Regions from separate parts of the Mus musculus genome. Here region 2 is linked to region 1. The links are chromatin contacts, called in public ChIA-PET maps. All regions are on one chromosome and are shown on one strand. Each heading gives the region's core, a stretch centred on a gene start, on an enhancer-like site or on the middle of the called end of the contact. The rest is flanking DNA. Distances are from core to core; before and after follow the strand shown. Region 1 overlaps 1700066B17Rik (RIKEN cDNA 1700066B17 gene). Region 2 has its middle 55 kb from the start of Il1rl2.

What was found. ChIA-PET counts read pairs in DNA pulled down with a chosen protein or histone mark.
Region 2: an RNA polymerase II ChIA-PET map of memory CD8 T cells shows a contact between it and region 1, with 18 read pairs. The contact joins two enhancer-like sites. A contact is called at or near these places in 2 of 115 datasets of contacts at active chromatin or transcription factors (memory CD8 T cells and thymic regulatory T cells).

Annotation. Positions count from the first base shown.
Region 1 is chr1:39,840,709-39,844,699 of GRCm38.p6, reverse strand. 1700066B17Rik (RIKEN cDNA 1700066B17 gene) reads left to right here. Exons shown (of 5, transcript NR_040465.1): 4 at 597-682; 5 at 2,144-2,272. Among named protein-coding and RNA genes, the nearest start is that of 1700066B17Rik, 4.6 kb to the left of the region's middle. Within about 2 kb of position 1,894, at least 38 of the 459 cell types and tissues checked have an H3K27ac peak or open chromatin away from gene starts, as enhancers often do. A contact at or near this core is called in memory CD8 T cells, where this site is marked.
Region 2 is chr1:40,377,274-40,381,592 of GRCm38.p6, reverse strand. No RefSeq gene overlaps it. Among named protein-coding and RNA genes, the nearest start is that of Il1rl2, 55 kb to the right of the region's middle. Within about 2 kb of position 1,317, at least 37 of the 459 cell types and tissues checked have an H3K27ac peak or open chromatin away from gene starts, as enhancers often do. A contact at or near this core is called in memory CD8 T cells, where this site is marked.

The DNA of each region.
Region 1 (3,991 bases), core at 645-3,144:
CATCCACAGTCCCCATATTACGTGGGGTGATGACTGAAAGCTGGAGGGAGCCACTGGAGGTGAAATTCAAGAATTAAGTGAAGAGTGAAGAGAGAATTCTTGGAAGGAATGCAGAGACCCAGGCCTGGGAGGGGAAGAGCTGCTTTTACACTGGGATAGGGTTTGGAGGTAGCTGATGCATGCTGGAGTTCAGGACACAAACCTGGAAAGGTGGGGAGTGTCAGGCATGAAGGGGAGTGGGGCTTCAGGCTAACCAAGAGGTGGTGATGAACGGAGCTGATGGTGTCTAAGCCAGACAAGGCTGTTACATAATTTCCATTTGTTTGTTCCCTTTTGAGAGAGAATCTGGATATAGAGTTTAAATTGGTCTTGAACTTGAGGCCATCTTCCTGCCTCAACCTCTGGAGTGAGGAAGCTATGGGCCTGTTTTACCACACCCAGCTATAATTTGTGATTTTTTTTTTTTAAATAAAGACTTCTATTATTATGGGGGCATCTAGGAGACTGCGATGAAGCTAAGGGTGGTGGAGGCTGAGGCAGATGTGTTGAGTGATATTTAGGAGATACCGTGAACACAACTCGGTGATTGTCTGCAGTGGATGAAGAAGGAGATGCAGAGAAGCCGAAGGCCCTGCTTAGACTGCCATGAAGAGAGGATTTGCACCCAGATGGTTCTGCCTAGGTATCCCTTCTAAAGCATTATTAAGTCAGACTTCCAGCTAAGACTAATCAGCTTGGACACAGGACAAAAGAAACGCCTGAAGCCTGGGCTCTCATGAGGGAGCAAGTGTTTCTTCATGGAGGAGGTCTGGCTTACCACTTGTTGCTAAGAATGAGTGGAATTATCAGGCAAGAATTGGTTAGCTGGTGAAATTAGTCCACCAGCCAAAGACCAGAGTGGGTAGTGTCTGTGTGCCTCTCTCTCTCTCTCTCTCTCTGTCTCTCTCTCTTGTGTGTGTCTGTCTGTTTGTCTCTCATGTATGTGTCTGTCTGTCTGTCTCTCTTGTGTGTGCTCATTTGTGTCTGTGTATCTCTCTCTCTCTCTCTGGGCATGTGTGTATCCATGCATGCATGCATGCGTGTTTGCACAGGTGTGCAAGCACGCACACTTGTGCACCTGCACAGAGCCCAGAGGAGGGCAGATGTTTTGCTGTCTCTCTACCTTATTCCCTCGAGGTGCAGACTCTCACTGAACCTGGAGCTACTCTAGAGGTCGGCAAGTCCCATGATCCTCCTGTCTCTGCCCACAACAGTGCTGCGGTACAGGCTCATGGGTGGCCACATCAATCAGGCTTTTTATATAGAATCCAAAGCCCAGTACTCACATTTGCACACACATCCTCACCTGCTGGGCCATCACTCCAGCCTTGAGTTAATGTTACATTAATGAGACAGCAGACAGATTTCTCTCGGGTCTTATCATGAGGCAACAATATGCTTTCCAGATAGACGTTTATTGCAACAGACCCTACCAGGAGGATCTGAATACAGAACTTTCCAGTAAAGACAAACAGCCCTGGGGCATCTGTCTCCCTCAGTGTCACAGAGTCCCTGGCACTTCCTTAGTGCATCCCAAAGTCTGGTGTTGAGTGTTAACAGCAACACTCAGGCCGGGCAGTGGTGGTGCACGCCTTTAATCCCAGCACTTGGGAGGCAGAGACAGACAGATTTCTGAGTTCGAGGTCAGCCTGGTCTACAAAGTGAGTTCCAGGACAGCCAGGGCTATACAGAGAAACCCTGTCTCAAAAAAACAAAAAACAAAACAAAAAAAAAAAACAAACAAAAAAAAAAAACTCAGCAACACTCAGGTTGCCAAGGTGTTTGGAGGGGCCGGGAGGGGGATTTTTGTGGTTTCTGAAATAGGAAGTACCACCCTAAAGTGTATCATTTCTGAAGTGGAGAAAGTTCCGGTAGGCTTTCAGAAAAGCCAGCCCAATGACAAGCTGATGTTTTCAACATATTTATAGGTCAAAATAGTAAAAACATGACTTATCTCAAAGACCAATGGTGTTATTTGCATGTGAAGTGACTAAAGTACACTCCATAGTTGCCCACTCTGAGAATTTATTAGCCACAGAAATCTAGCTCGCTTTTGTGAAAGACACAGTGGGCTGCCTATCGTGATTGTTTTTCTTTACTGCAGACCTTCAACAAAGCTCGCTTGGGTTTGAAGATGAATGCCAATGGAGACATACGTGTTGATTATCGACTCTGTGGCAAAGCATCGTGGTTTGATAACAGTAAAAGTCGGTTCTTTCCGAAACTCACAGTCATAAAGAGATGGGTGTGGTCTGTCTGTCACCAAGGGTGTTGCTTTGCTGGGCTCCGAACAAGTCAGGCCCTGATTAGACTCCAGTTAAGAAGCTTGTGTGTGTGTGTGTGTGTGTGTGTGTGAGTGTGTGTGTGTGTGTGTGAGCGCGCGCACAGAGGATTGTCCTGTACACATCTGTGTGGATGGCAACTGGCTGTGTGGACCACCTTTGCCCAAATGACTCCAGTGGCCTCTGGCATCAGAATCCCTGTCCCTGCTGGGAGCAGGGGCAACTCTGGATGGTCTATGCTGGCATCCTGACTCCAGAAACTGAAAGGGAGACACCTGAAGCTTGGAAGTTTCCCTGGCCTGTGGTAAAGCAATTCTTGAGGGAAAATGGCAGAGGCCAAAAGGAAGCAAGACCACACTATTGCCTTAACCAAACGGGAGAGGAGAGGAGTTTGACTCACTCCGTGTCGTTTGCATCCAGAGCCACCATCCTGATCCCTGAAGTGTGGAAGCTTCAAATGGTTTGCCATCCAAGAAGAGCCAGGGGCTGACAAGATGATTCAGTGGATTTGAGCATTGGCCACCAACCCTGATGACCTGGACTTTACCCTCCAGTTGTCCTCGGACCTCCACACATGTCATGACACACATTCCCCATCCTCCAATACATTAATAAATCTAAAAGGTATTTTTTTAAAAAGCCAGAGAAAGGTTTGGAATGTTAAGGCAGCATGGTGTTAAGAGCTGTGGACTCTGGGCCCACACTGCCTGGGTTCAAATCCCCATACTTCTGATGGCTCTTATGTGTGGGAAAGTTATTTATCCCACCCCCGTGTTTTGGGCTCTCTCTTTGAAAAATGGGGAAGGGGAGGTGTGGGGTTAGTAATTAAGGGTTTTCTTGGGGGCACAATTGAGTTCATAGTTGTAAAGTTCATAGAAGAGGTCACTTGGAAAGTCAAGAATTTCTGTAATCCACCCAACACCCATCTGCGATCAGGTACTAGAGAGCTTGTGAGAACAACTTCTTCTTCTCCTCCTCCTCCTCCTCTTCTTCCTTCTTCTCTTCCTCCTCCTCCTTGTTTTCAAGGCAGGGTTTCTCTGTGTAGCCCTGGCTATCCTGGAACACCCTTTGTAGACCAGGCAGGCCTCTAACTCACAGATACCTACCTGCCTCTGCCTCCATTACACCTCTACCACACTGGCCACCTCCAGTGGGAACTTCTAAGGAGTCCATCTTAGGAGCCAAGCACCCACTCCCACATCTTCCATCACAACCTTGCCCTTTGGACCACTTCCCTGGATCTGTTTTGAGCTCACATCACACTCAACCTGGTCAGCTCTTCCCTCAGGGAGCTCCTCCCTTGCTGCCTGAAGGCCTATCTCTCCTCCTCTGACTTCATTCGTGCCCACAGGGCCTGCAGCTGACACCTGCCGCCAAGCCCTCCCTGAGCTGATGTAGTCGGCTTCTGCATGCTGACAGACAGGCTTGTGGCAAACCCCAGAGGCTCCCAGGAAGTGAAAAGCCCTTCTATTCTGGTCCCTCCCCATGGAAAACCAGGATCACCGAGCAGCACAACCATCCTTGCGGGCCTGGGAAAGCCTCCACTGGCCACTACCCTACCCAGTTTTCACACAAACCTGTCAGCTTAACTATTCAGACCCTCTCAGACAAACCTATTTACTATTCTCTCTTCTTCCTAGGGGCCCTCTGGTACTTCTCTCTCCTGGATA
Region 2 (4,319 bases), core at 68-2,567, 540 kb before region 1:
AAAGAACATCTCTTCCTCACCCAACCAGGCAAATGAGGAAGAAGGATGCTAAGAGAAATTTTCCTAGAACTGAGTGTCAGGAAGAACGAGGAACTGGGTAACCCTGCCTTGATTCAGCTCATCTGGCCAGTTTCAGACACTGTGCCTCCAAAATAGACAACAATGAGCTACAAAAAAAAAGGGTTGCTGTCTGGTGGCAGACACGGGCATAGGCGATTGCTCATCCCTGAGAGGGGCAGGGTGCTTCCTGGAGGCCTGGAGATGCACATAGGCTGCTGCTCATACCTGGGCGTAAAATCTTCTAGTTTCTGAAAGAGGATGGAAAAGGATCTTGAGCAGACTGGTGTATCTGAGACCACTGCAGGAAGCTGGGTCAGGAACTTCCGGTACGCAGAACCTCGGGGACCGCAGAATGCTGCGCTGATGCAGTTAAAGAGAAAGAACGTCAGGGTTAAGGAGCAAGGCCAGAGACACTGGGGAAGGTAAATAAGAGGGCTCACAGCTGGGTATGAGCCAGCCAAGCTAACTAGTGAAGAGAAAGCACGGGATTCTGAGAAAACAGCAAAGTTGGTTCAGGCTGCCTCCTAGAAAGCCCGTTGCCCTAGCAAACATCTCAGCTCTCCTTGCTGTTACATCTTTACGCATCGAATTTTATCCAGTGAACCTACTTGTAACAGACTGAATGGTGAAAAAAGATTGAACCTAAGAAAACCTCTTTCTGTTCCAAGGGGGATACCACCCCGAGACCACCTCAGAGGTGGGAAAGGGAAGAGAGACAGTTGAATAAAAATTATGAGTCCAGATCCTAGAGGTAGCTGCTTGGCACAACCGCGGTTTGGCGCACTCTCCATTCTGGAAGGTGAATCTCCACTTTCTTGACTGTTCAAAAGAACTCTTGACTACTGGCTCGCTCTACCTGTACCCTAAAAATGTTTCTCTCTGGAGAACACAGTTAGGATCGGAGGTGTTTCCTCTGTAACCATGGGAGGCTTACCCACAGCATGTCAAACTAAGCATAGATACATTTCTCACAGGACCACCTCAGTCAGAGCTCTGGGCAGATTCCAATTTGTCAAAGGGCATGAAGGTGTTACCAAAATCCACGTGATATCCTTGGCAGTGAACCAGAGCCGCAGCTAAGAGTATCTGAGAGACAGGGCTGACACCATGTGCGGTGAGGCTCCACTCTGCATCCTGTAGGTCATGATTTTCACAGTTCAGTAAGACTAATGATTCTTCCACTGCCTCCAGCAATGTGCATAGCCCCTTCCAGTATTATATAAGCTAACCTTCTAGTTCTAAACAGATTCTACTCAGAAGGAAAAGCACGAGGGTGCCCCCTGCAGGACAGAAGAAACAACCCTGTGCAATGTGGAAAGGTTGTGTTTGGAATCCACCAGCTGCACTTTTGCTGGGGTTTTAAAGCGTCGGATTTGGCACTGACATTAAACTTGTACATAACCCCAAACTGAGATGCAAATTTACAACATGGCTGATGCCCACAAGAACTTCGGGGGCAGAGGTCGTGACACTTGTGCTCCACTACCTAATTTTTATCCTTGGCAACGCAGGAGCCCCAGCCCTGGGTAAACCAACAACAACCTGTGCCACAGGTGTCCAGGGACCCCAACATACTCCCTGTGCTCCCTCTCAACCCTATTTCACCAGGTGACATTGTTCTTAACACCAAGGGGGAGACTCACTCAAAAAGGTTTAGCATCCCTGCAAAGGAACACTTTAGCTGAAGCCAACAGCTCGCCGGAAAACACAATGTGGCCCATAGTGCAGATCTTTCCCATGCTCATCGTTCATGGGTTAGGGAGTCAGACCACCACTGGGCCCCTCTACCAAAACCACAGAGGTGCTGCTGGCCCTGACAGAGGGAGGCCACATTTGAATCAGCCAATCGGTGACCGCTGTTGTTTTTGGAGCTCCTGCCTGATCCATTGTACCTACCAGTAAACATCAGATACCATAATTGCTGGTGCCAATTGCTGTAAAAATAATATTAGTGTAGTCGGGCTAATAATTATTACAGTTACAGGCTGAGTCACTAGTCTTTTTTAAAAAGTGTACAACGTGCTCTCAAATAGACAGCATTTTTCCACAGACACAACATTACCTCTGACAGAAAAGCCAGCCTGCCCTCGTGCAATGTGAAATCAGAAAGAACTGAACACGGACACTAAATTACCTGGAGGTTGCGTGTATGAAGCATATCAAATGTAAATAAAAATCGTTATCAGACTTGGTGGGACCCAGCCCCAAGGTATCTCATTATGCATATTTAAGTAGTTCAAGGCCCACCCCCCAAAGATCAGAAGGCTTGAATAGATATGGTCCCAAGTGTCTTACACAAAGACTACCTCATCTGTGACAGCAACATGCGGGACTTCATGGAGGCCTCACTAGCACATTTTCTTACAAGGAATCGTGACTGTGGTATGCTTTAACATAGGCAGTGTGGTTTGCCTGAGGAGGAATCCAGCTCATCTTAGAAGCAGTGACCCACCTGCACAATCCAGACTAAGGGGAAGAAGCACATTCTTAGCCTGAAGTTCGAGAACCTTCTAAAAGTGGTGCCCTGCGAAGGACTCCGTTGCCCTAGGAGAAGCGTCATTCTTAATATCGCCACTAGAGGGTGCCACAGCGCCACGGGGAAATGCCAAATGGAGTCTTTGCTCTACTTTGGCAAATTAAGGCATGATTTTCTCCCTAGTCTCCTGGCTTTTTCTTTCTCAGGGCTCTTTGCCCACAAACTGCTTTCTTTTCTTCTTGATGTCATCCTTTTACAGGGGCAGGAAATTATGGTCACTGTAAACGAAGTTATCAGGTAACTAAAAGGTTAACAAATAACAAAAGTAGATGTGGTTCATTAAAGCAAAGTTTCTAAAACAAAATAAACAGAGGTCTCAGATCCTATGTTTTTAGGTCTTGCATTTGTATGGATATACTGAGTTCAAAATAAAATGTGTATTTCCCCCATGCATTTTGTACCAGCTTACAAACTGCTCTTTTCCATGGTCCTCATGGGTGGTTGATGCTGGTGTGTTGGCTCAAACTCGGAGTCTAGCCTCTGCACACCATCTTGCTTGTGGGATTAGTTAAGAGAGAATGCAAGTACTGCCCATGGCCAGAAGTAGCCGTACAACTTTTGAAGAATCACCCCAATTCCTAAGCGGCTTCATTTTTATTTTCTTCAGAATGATATTAATTATAATGCTGATGAAGGGGTTAAATCTTTTTTATCTTTTTATTCATTTTCCTAATTTAATAATTTTATATTCAGTTATAATTACATCTTTTCCCTTTACCTTGATCCCTCTGACCCATTCCTTATATGTCATCTCTTTATTCTCTCTCAAACTCATGTCTTTTTTGCTTCTTTTTACATACTGTGAAGACCAGGCAGAAAGAATGTTTAAGAGTCAGCCTCTCAGGGACTTTACTATAAGATTGCATTTTCTAGAAATCATTTTAAAAGCCCACTGGAGCTTATAAGTACAGCGAGTACAAAGATTCAAAAGTCTGTTGTTTTCCTATGCACCATTAAAAATAAATATAATTCAAAATGCCATGTATCAGTTTTTGAATATCAGCTGACATCTATCAAATGCACATAAAATATGCACAGCAAATACGTTAATTATTTCTCAATAAAACTAGAATGGCATAAGTGAGAAAGACAACATTCATTATTAAATGGAAATCCTAAAATTTAAAGATACCGATTCTTTCCCATTTATAGATTTCGTCCAATTCAGAGCTTAATTCTAGCAAAATATTGATATATTTATTCCATATTTTACAGGGAAAGATAATACTAGCCAAGAGAATTTGTAATTTCACAGCTTGGGATCTAGCCTGAGGACCTGAACATGCTAGGCCAATGCTGGGATTCTAAGATCTGTCTCTAGTCCCAAAAGTCTATGTTAGCATCTCTTGGATTCCATAAAAAGAGAGGTTATTTTGATCCATAATTCCAGATGTTCATATAAAACATGCCATTAATATCTCTGGAAAAACATAACTGGTTTTGAAAATTACCTTGGAAACTTGACTAAAATTCCTCACCATGGATGCACGCTCGGCACCTTTAAGGAGACTGGCATTTAACCATTTGCGTAGTTTTCTCTGGGACTCCATTTTTAGCTATTTACCTGTGAAGGATTTCTCAGTGCATGGTGATGAGCATGCTGAGTGTGCAGGACTTGCTCCACCGCACCTGTGATAGAAGGGGTTAAATCTTAATGAGAGAAATAAAAAGAAAGGAGAGAGATAAGGGGCCTGGACCACACCGGAAGGTAAGAGTTTCAGTG